Regions from separate parts of the Oryza sativa genome. Here region 1 is linked to region 2. A link is a contact called in public HiCAR-type data. All regions are on one chromosome and are shown on one strand. The core of a region is the stretch at or near the end of the contact, and the rest is flanking DNA. Distances in the headings are between cores, read along the strand shown.

What was found. HiCAR-type assays count read pairs that join an accessible place to other places.
Region 1: a HiCAR-type map of leaf shows a contact between it and region 2, with 4 times the contacts expected there. The contact joins the promoter of LOC4346797 here to the promoter of LOC4346768 in region 2. A contact is called at or near these places in 1 of 15 Hi-C or Micro-C datasets (seedling) and 1 of 4 datasets of contacts at active chromatin or transcription factors (leaf).

Annotation. Positions count from the first base shown.
Region 1 is chr9:15,099,042-15,104,416 of ASM3414082v1, forward strand. LOC4346797 (sulfite exporter TauE/SafE family protein 3) reads left to right here and starts at 2,824. Exons shown (of 13, transcript XM_015757047.3): 1 at 2,824-2,989; 2 at 3,152-3,422; 3 at 3,787-3,946; 4 at 4,696-4,896; 5 at 4,983-5,047; 6 at 5,159-5,186; 7 at 5,266-5,342. The coding sequence starts at 3,189.
Region 2 is chr9:14,459,694-14,464,531 of ASM3414082v1, forward strand. LOC4346768 (transcription factor WRKY19-like) reads left to right here and starts at 2,696. Exons shown (of 3, transcript XM_015795764.3): 1 at 2,696-3,180; 2 at 3,296-3,430; 3 at 3,854-4,836. The coding sequence starts at 2,879. The coding sequence ends at 4,502.

The DNA of each region.
Region 1 (5,375 bases), core at 1,574-4,073, 640 kb after region 2:
AAGTTAATTAGCATGGTCGTTCATGCTGACAACAAGACAGACACAACATGTGAGGTGTGGCCTCAGCCTCACAATCTTGTCTTCTTTAGCAGCCGTCCAAATGGTGATGAGCGGTGAGTGAGGGCATCAACATGACTTTGAGGGATACATATGGGGAAACGGCCAAATGGTGGAACCTCATCACTGCTGCAAAAATATTAACAACCAGAAAAAATAAATTTGTGAGATCCGGGTGACATGCTAGCTAGTTTATGAAATCATGGTTATACTAGTCAACTGATTATTTTGTTTAGTTTTCTAATGTGAAAGAATATAGTTTGTCATGTTCTGGCTTGTTAATAATTTTTTTAGATAAAAGAAAGTTTTTATTGAACTCAAGCAACTGAGATTACTCTCGACCACCGCATAAATTCCGACTTGTTGATCCACCATGAAAAATGCATTTGTACTATAGCACAAAACTAAAGAACCAAGAATTTATCAGCAAAACAAAAGGCTACAACCAAATAAAGGACATCAGATATTGTTGCTTACTTTTTGTGATATATCTACATCAACTTGAATTGGAAAAAGGGAAAGAGGGAGGGAAGAAAAGATAGCACTGAAGAATCCATCTCCCATACCGGAGAGAGACAAGCACAAGCACAGCAATGCATAGCAAAGGTTGGAAACAATCTGCTGCCACAGAGATGATACATGCCAAGTGTCCTTGAACAACAGTGCCCTCTAAAACCTTTTGCTTTTGTCCATTTGAGAAAGAGAACATTCTTTCAGCGGAGCCCAATTAAAAATAGTGCTGCTGTGATATTCTCCACTTTCTGATATTAGCATTGTCAAACAAACAGAAGTAGCAGACACAAAAGGGCATCACCAATATTTACTACCTACTTTGTGAATAAAGGTGGACCCTACATTAGTAAGTATTAGATATTGCTGTAACCACAATGGTGAAAGAACAAAAGTGAGTAGTAAGCTAGACCCTACAATCATTAACCACGAGAGAAAGATGAGAGAAATCATTTGTTCATTCCTTATGAAGTAGTAAGCATATTACTTGGTATTAGTTACTTACTACTCCCACAATGTATATAACCTGGTAGTAATAGTATTTTATTTCTTATTACCCACTTTAGATGCACATTATATTGTGGATGCCCTAAGGCGCATATCTTAGTGTTGTATACTCAGGCTGCATGTATATGTTCACCATATATTTATTTTTGGCACAGATTTAGTTGTTAGGGTATGTTAAAGATAGAGACAATAAAAATTGCAACCACACATATATGTCAAAATGATATTTTATTATCTTTCTTTTCTTTTTTATATTCACCATATAGCGAAATCTTCTTCATAAAAGGCTAAGAGTTCATATTAAGCTCAACAACGATGTTTCTCCATCATTTCTTCTGTTTCATATACATAAACAAATTTATGTAGTAGACAACCTAAGAGTCTGCTATTAATTAATGTTATACATGCTCTTAAATGTTTGTCAATTCCTTATTGTTTTTTAGTCGTTTAACTGTAGCAAACTGCATGGACGTGCAACGTTCCAAGTTTCACGGTTTGTTCTTAATCAGTTGTACAACTTCCAGCGCTGTGTTGTTCATTGAACACTGCAAGTTCTCCAGTAGTAGAACTACCTGTACTTACGTGCTTTTAAAAATTAGTTAATTGAGTTCAAAAAATTAGTTTATTTTTATGACTTTAAAAACCATATGGGTTTGACATGGGCGCATGTGATGCTATTTTTTTCAGTTAAAAAAGTTGTCGCCGTTTCTATGGAGTCTGAATTAAGGTTGGGGCTTGATCTGGTTATAGATATTTCATTCACCTACCAGGCTACATCTACATTGCTCCATTCGTGTTATTTTAAGTGTAGTCGTAGATTTTCGTATCCAACGTTTAACCATCCGTCTTATTTAAAAAATTTATAAAAAATTTTAAAAAATAAGTTACGTTTAAAATAATATTCATATTTTATTATCTAATGACAATAAAAATACTAATCATAAAAAATTAAATAAGACGGACGGTCAAACATTGAACACATGAACCTACAACTGCATTTAAAATGGGACTGAGGGAGTACCAAAGTGTTCAGTTCTTTTACTACATGAACCATTTATTTACTAATTACTAGCACAATAGAAAATCAATTTTTTTTCACAAGGTAGCCTTTACTTAGAAGCATCTGTTTAGGTCTCTCCTGAAGTTACTAGCACGTCATTTTGAGCTTTACTCTACCAATTAAAAGATCCCTAAACTTTTTAGTAGGTCCTACTCCCACGTCAAGACAAGACAAGCTTGCTTTTATATGTACTAGTAGAACTAGAATAAGCATCAATCAATCTAAGCAAGTCAGCAAGTCTAAAAAAGTTTGTGATTATAACAAATACGGAGTACTATCCATTTTCATCCAGAAACTTGGAAGTGAAAAGATATAGCAAGGATTCATTTTTTTTCCCCTCTCATGAAGTCATAAACCGCAAGGTAATGCTACAATTATTCTAGTTCCCAATTTCCAAATACAACTTGCACAAATATTAAAATTCAATCTAAGGCAGCAAGTTTTTATATTCTGAAAATTACCAAGAAATATCATTCGGAGTGTGACCCAAAAAATTCTAAACATGATACTACTACATGGCCGCAACTTGTGCAGATTTTTGTGTGTGAAGAAGAAACAAATAGCAATAAAAAAACAAATGCAGATTTCAACGGGGCCATCTTCCACAATATCGTGAGAGTTCAGTGTCCATGTGCGAAAAGTGCCATCCCTCTCTAAATTTGGCACCGAGTTCATCGCCTCCTCCCTTCACACGTTCATCTGCTTCTCTCTCTCATCTCTCTTCTGCCATTGTTCTTGCATTTCATCCGGTTCTGAGAGCGTCTCATCGACTCTCTTACCCCGGTTTCTTCCGCGGTTTTTCCTCGTCCTGTGCACGCCAAGATTTCCCAAGAAACCCGCTCGCTCGCTGCCCTTGTACGTCTCCCAAATCCGAAACCGCGAGAGAAGAAGAAAAAAAAAAGAAAGCGTTTTGATTCCGTGATTTCTGAATTCTTGTTCTCTCTCTTGCGGCAAGAAAAGGGGACAAGCTCTGAATCTTTTTTTTCTTGCAAAAATTCTGTGTCTTTGGAGCAGCAGAGAGCGAAGGGCGGTGCGGAATTGGAGAGGGAGAGGGATGGGGAGGAGGACATGGCAGTGGCACGCCATTGCGGCGCTCGGCGTCGCGTGCGCGGCCGCCGCCGCCGTGGCCGCCGATAGGAGAGCCTTCTCGGTGACCTCGGCCGCCGGCGGCGGCGCCGCGGCGGCGGCGGCGGTGGTGGCGGCGACGCCGGAGGAAGTGGGCATCCTTCGGAAGGTGGCCAATTTCTTGTGGCAGACTGATGGCAACTCGTACCACCACGTTTGGCCGGTAAATACAGACAGACCACACCTTTTTCTTGGAGCTTTTTTTTTTGTAAATTAGCATTCAGATTCTGCTTCACTATTTTGCTTTGAACTCATGAACTGTTTTGTTAATTGAGGGGGATGGGATACTTTTTAGTAGTACTTCTTTATGTTTGTTTCACTGGGATGTGTTTGCTGAGTTTTGTGGGTACAATGGGATTCAGCTTGAGTCATGCATGTTAAAACTGAATTATTTTGCAATTGGTTAAGTCTTCTCAGGTAGTTTAAGCTTCAGATTGTACCTTTTGTGATTGTGTACTTTTGCAATTGGTTTTTAATGTTTTCGGACATATTGTGTCAATTTGGTGATATATTAGTGTTGTCTATAGGAAATGGAATTAGGATGGCAAATAGTGCTGGGATCACTGATCGGATTCTTCGGCGCGGCATTCGGGAGTGTGGGCGGCGTTGGAGGTGGTGGGATCTTTGTGCCAATGCTGACTTTGATCATTGGGTTTGATCCAAAGTCATCTACTGCAATATCAAAATGTGAGGATCTAACACCACTCTCTTGTGTGCACCTGTTTATGCTCTGAAATCTGAAAGGAAACAGTTCGTATTGTCCCAACAAATTGATTTCTTAAGCTTGTTTTTTGGTGATTCACGTGTACCTTAGTCTGCATTTTTTACGGTATCTTGTTTGTCCACTTTTTGGTCTGTTTATGCCTTTGCAAAGTGAAAGACTGAAAAATTGGGATGCTTAATTATATGTCCTAGCAGTGGCAGTTGGTGTTATTTCCTTCTCCGTTTTTGTACTAGGCAGGTTGTTGTGGTGGTTGCTAGTCCTAGATTCATGTGTACATGGATTCCTCATTTTCCCTTGTATATCAAAGTACGAGTAGTGTATATTTATAACCATAAATAGGGAATATACAAAGATGAAAAGGTTGTGCAGCAATTGCACTTTGAAGTATTGATATGCAAATCTAAAATACGGAATATCCATGAACGTCTAAAGGGACTAAAAGTGTATATGCAGTTCTGTGACTTCATTTCTTGGATTTATTTTCTACTTTTCTTTATATATTAAAATAATAACTTTCTGGTTAGCTTCTCTGTATTGTGGATGAAAGGTGCTTCTCCATTTTGGGGTATAGATAATTTTTCTTTGGGATTTTTTACTTTGTACTGTTACTTGGTTCAGTACAATTCAAGTAAAATCTGGTTTTTGACCTGCTTTCTCACTACTACATATTGTAATTGCTAATTTTAATGAGACATTATACTCTTCGGGACAGGTATGATCATGGGTGCAGCTGTCTCAACTGTCTACTACAATCTCAAGCTTAAACATCCTACGTTGGACATGCCAGTGATTGACTATGACCTAGCCCTGCTGATCCAGCCTATGCTAATGCTTGGGATCAGCATTGGTGTTATTTTCAATGTTTTATTCCCTGACTGGCTGGTCACAGTTCTCCTTATTATCCTTTTCCTAGGTACTCAATTCATTCCAATGCGTCTACCATTGCACATCTAGTTCCTCACTGATAACCTCAGTTTGCATCTCCGTACTAAACCACAGGCACATCAACTAAAGCTTTTCTGAAGGGTGTTGAGACATGGAAGAAAGAGACAATAATCAAAAGGGTAATTGATTTTTTTCGATTGACTTGCCATCTTTGTAAACAATGACTCTCAATTTTCCCGGCTTTTATTTCATTTCTGGTGTACTAATGGGACTATTTCCATTTCTTCCAGGAGGCTGCAAAACGATTGGAGCAAACCAGTAAGAGAGCTCGAAATCATAGTGCTGCTCGTCTGTCACAAAATGCAAAGTCTGTTGCTTATATTTTCCAACCTTTCAGGTGAAGAACCAGAATATGCACCACTTCCTACTGGACCAGGCGCTGTAGCTGATGCAAAAAGGCCATCAGATGAAGCGGTAAATTAAAATCTGATGTTGATACACATGATC
Region 2 (4,838 bases), core at 1,446-3,945:
AAATGATACCTGTGTGGCTAAACGACAGCTCTGATTATACTATCTCGATCTGCTTCTTGGTGCAGTTAGTTAAATCTGTTTTTAGAAAAATATTGTACATCATCCATTGGATCAATAATTAGCTAGTATGCATGCATGAGCAGCAGCTGCAGGTTCATGATTTCCTTTTCGATCATGCAAAGGGCAGAATTGAACTAGTCAACATCGATAGAAGATTATGGACCAGCAGTCGGCATCCTTAAAAATCCCCATATCAGGTTGAGTTTAATTTACTTGTCGACGAGCCTTAATTTAGTACGCATGGTTACTTGTAAATAAGTGTTATTTGAATGTGTTTGACTCGTCTATAGAGAGTACTAGGATTTGGCGCGCACACATTTGAAATTTTGTAGTAATATTTGCCCATATCAGAAAAAAGGATATTTGGAAAAATCGTGTGAAGTTTTTGTAAAAATTCCCATGTTTTAAACCGGGTTAGTTTTACATTAGTGATATGTTGTGCTGCTTTGCTTTCATGGTTATTTCTAGCTTATGCAGAAATAATTCGTTCATTGTTTTAATTCCACGCGTACCATATATATATATATATATATATATATATATATATATATATATATATATATATATATATATATATATATATATATATATATATATATATATATATATATATATATATATATATATATATATATATATATATATATATATATATATATACAACAAAAATATTTTGGGTATCAATAAATTTCCTTTTTCTTTCCGCTCTAATCAACAAATCAACAATGAACTGATCATATATTAGTACATTTCCAAAAGGTACTACTTAATTATAATTAGTAGTGCACATGCGTTTCTATCATATATACTACCCTACGTTTCAATATCAATTCTTTTAAGCATCACTATCTGAATGACATTAGCCTTCGTGCTCATGATACAGCAACATCAGGCGGCCGGCCAGGTGTACATTCCAGATGCCATACGTATACATAACTTCAATAAGATCCTCTTCATTTTCAAAAGGTACAATTTACCTGCCCTTAATTTGGAATAAACACTAGGCACAGTAAGTGTAAAAGAGACAAGAAATGAGGAAAAAAAAGCCTCCACTGATTTTCATACGGACAATGAATGAATGGACGCAGTACTTTCAGTGTGAAACAGAGTGAAATGATAGCAACTGAAGGTCTTAGAGAAACAACCCAAAAAAAAGCACCATGCAACTAACAAAGCTACTAGCATTTTCTTTAAGAAAAAAAAAACGAGCCAGTAGCACATATACCGACCAGAGCACTTGAAAGAGATGTATGTCTAACTGAAACAGCATGAAAATATTCCCAATATGAACTGGACAGCGTCGCAATATGTCACATATATAGGCTTTTAGCGTTCGTCGTTTGTATATCGAATAACCTTTTTCTTTTAGATGTGATGCCACCAAAAAACAAAAAAACAAAGACAAGAGATTTGAGTAGTGGCAAAGGGCTGTGTGTACGTGTCCACGTAGAATCGTATAATATCATCAGTGAACTTCTCGCCCAAGTAAATTAACTAGCCTTAGTTTAGCTATTTTGGACTTTAGTCCTCCTCCACACTTAATTTACATTATCGAGTTGATTGTGGTATCTATGCAGCATATATCAAATTTTCACCTGAAAAATATATAAAACAATAATTTAGGCTCCTATCGAATAGCCTATTCAGCCAAAGAAAAAGCCAAAATTTGAATTTTCAAACTTAATTTTGATATTTATTTTGAGGTATTTTCAACGTAGTTTCTTTTTCAGCATTGGCTTTTAAGTCACCGAGAATATATATATAAAAGTTTTACCTACAAATTTATTTTTATTCTCTAATAAGCCGTTTTGGCTTATTAAAAGAAAAGCCAAACGATGGGGCCATTACATTATCGAGTTGATTGTGGTATCTATGCAGCATATATCAAATTTTTACCTGAAAAATATATAAAACAATGACAAATAATTTACGGACAACCAATGTCATTTTGTGCATAGGTTCAAGCTCACAAACATATGTGCTAATACAAAACTATCTTCCACATAATTTAATCCATGGTTACTTTGTAGCTGACATTTTAATTACAAACCATCTCCGAAACATCCAGAAATAAAGTAGAACAGACAAAAGTATTTCCACCAACATATATATATATATATACACATTTGATTTGCACTTGATAGTGCAGTTGCAAGAGGTGTGTGGTTTTAACATCGAGATCGCATGTTCAATCCCCAATACACTTACATTTTCTTTTTAAAACATATTTAGAGGTACAAATCTCCCTTCAAATCTAGTTTTTTTTTTATTTGATGTTGTTCCAAACCAAAGTGTCCAAGCTGACGCTTTTGGGTACAACCCTCCACTAATCTAAAATTTGTTTAATGGATCATTGCATCACCCCAACACTGTCCACTAGCTAAGCTAATGTAGCTTAGCCCGATCGATCCGACATGGCGTTGGCCAATCAAATCCAAAGAACCCCCTCTCGCCGTCGCCATCTAGTTCTCTCACCGGTCAAAATCCTCTTCTCCCCCACTCACCACCAACGCGCTTCTTCTTCACCTCTCCAATCCCCTTCTTCTTCTTCTTCTTCTTCTTCTTCTTCTTCTACCTCTCGATCCCCTCCTCCCCTCCTCTTTATAAGCTCGAGCTCCCCTCGCAGCTGCGCCTCACTCCACATGCACTCTCGCCATCTCGATCTTTTTACCCAATTCTTGATCACTCTTCTTGGTCGTTCTTGCCATTCTTGTACCGCGAAGCGAGCTTAGCTGCAACCTGCAAGATCGAGCTAGCTAGCTAGCAATTTATCTAGGTTGGTGAGAGCAGGAAGAGATCGATCAAGGGTTGAGGGGTGATGGAGAGCATGGAGGGCAATGGAGGAGGGCGGCTGGTGGTGACGGAGCTGAGCCACATCAAGGAGCTCGTGAGGCAGCTGGAGGGACACCTGGGTGGCTCCGGCTCCCCCGACCTCTGCAAGCACCTGGCCTCGCAGATCTTCTCCGTCACCGAGCGCTCCATCGGCATGATCAGGTCCGGCCACTTCGACGGCCACCGCAAGCGCTCCGCCGCCGCTGTCGCCGCCGGTGACCTCGACTCGGCGACTCCCAGCCCCCTCAGCGACGTCTCCGACTTGCCTTTCAAGGCCACCAAGAAGAGGTGAATATATACAAAGATTAATTGTTCATGTTCATTTTTAGCTGAATTTTTGGGGGAATGATTGATTGAGTTTAATTTTTTGTTTGTTTCGAATTTTTTTGATTGATTTTTGCAGGAAGACGTCGACGGAGAAGAAGAGGCATCAGATTAGGGTGAGCTCGACGGGAGGGGTGGAGAATCCACCGGTAGATGATGGCCATAGCTGGAGAAAGTATGGGCAGAAAGAGATTCTTGGAGCCAAGCACCCAAGGTTGGTATTTTTCTGATTTCCCTCTACTTTTTCCCCCCAATATTTCAGTACAAAAAAGGTGTTTGTTTCCACCTTTTTCATAGCCTAATCTGCACATGCGTTTTTCATAAGCTTTGTGCTGTGGCATCATCAAAGATATATCTGCTTTGCTTTCCTGCTTGGTTTGGTTGTTTGTGGCTGTCTTTTCTTTATCATGGTGAAAGCAGCTGCAGCCTTTCCTCTGTTCTCAAATGCTTGGACTCCACCTGTCAGAAATTCAGATAGGATCATAGGACCACCTGTTTGTTTGCATGCATCTAATTGGATGTGTTGTCAAATAATCCTGCCAATTAGTTTGATTGTTTTCGAAATCACACAAACTTTTCTGAAGAATTTTAAGAATCTTTGATCGATTGCAAGGTTTCTAAAAACATTTTTTTTCAGGGGTTACTACCGTTGCACCCACCGCCACTCGCAGGGATGCATGGCGACGAAGCAGGTGCAGCGCACCGACGAGGACGCGACGGTGTTCGACGTGATCTACCACGGCGAGCACACGTGCGTCCACAAGGCGGTGGCCGCCGGCGCCGGCAAGCCGGAGACGGAGACGGACACGAACGCCGCCGCCGAGAGCCGCCTCCACGACCTGAGCTCCGGCCTGACGGTGAAGATCGAGGGGCTGACGGCGCCGCCGCAGCAACAGCAGGGCGGCGGCGGCTGGAACGCCATGCCGCCGTTCTGCCTGTCGTCGCCGGTGAGCGGCCTGGCGCCGCCGGATCAGCACAACCCGTTCTCCGCGCCGTCGACGCCGGAGAACCGCCTCGCCGCCGCCGCGTCGTCGGCGGCCTCGCCGGCGACCTCCGACTCGATGGCCGCCGCGCCGTTCCACCAGGCGGCGGCCGGCGGCGGCGATGAGGCGTGGCGGGACGCCGAGCTCCAGGAGGTGGTGTCCGCGCTCGTCGCCGCGACGACGACGACGGCGACCGCGCAGCCGGCGCCCGCCACCGCCATGGTCGACGCCGACCTCTCCGCCCTCGACGCCTTCGAGTTCGACCCCGGATTCACCATTGATATCACCAGCTTCTTCGCATGAGATTATGAACAGAACCAGATCAATGGTGACCAAACTCAACCCAATCCAATCCAATCCAATCCAACCCGATCCGATCCTCACATAGCTGATGAACACTAGAGAAGCAGTTCATGGTGACCACCCTCTGTTCTTTAGCTGTTGCCATGAAAGAACAGAGGAGGGAAGAAGAGCAGAAGCTTTCTTCCTAGGTCAATAGAGATGAGAAATAGTAGTACTAGTACTTAATTTTTCTCTCTTTTTTTTCCCCAAATGAGAGTGTTTCTTTGTATTATTATTAGTATTATTATTATTGATTTGTGTCAAGGAAAATAAGATCTTGATCATGTTCTGAGCATC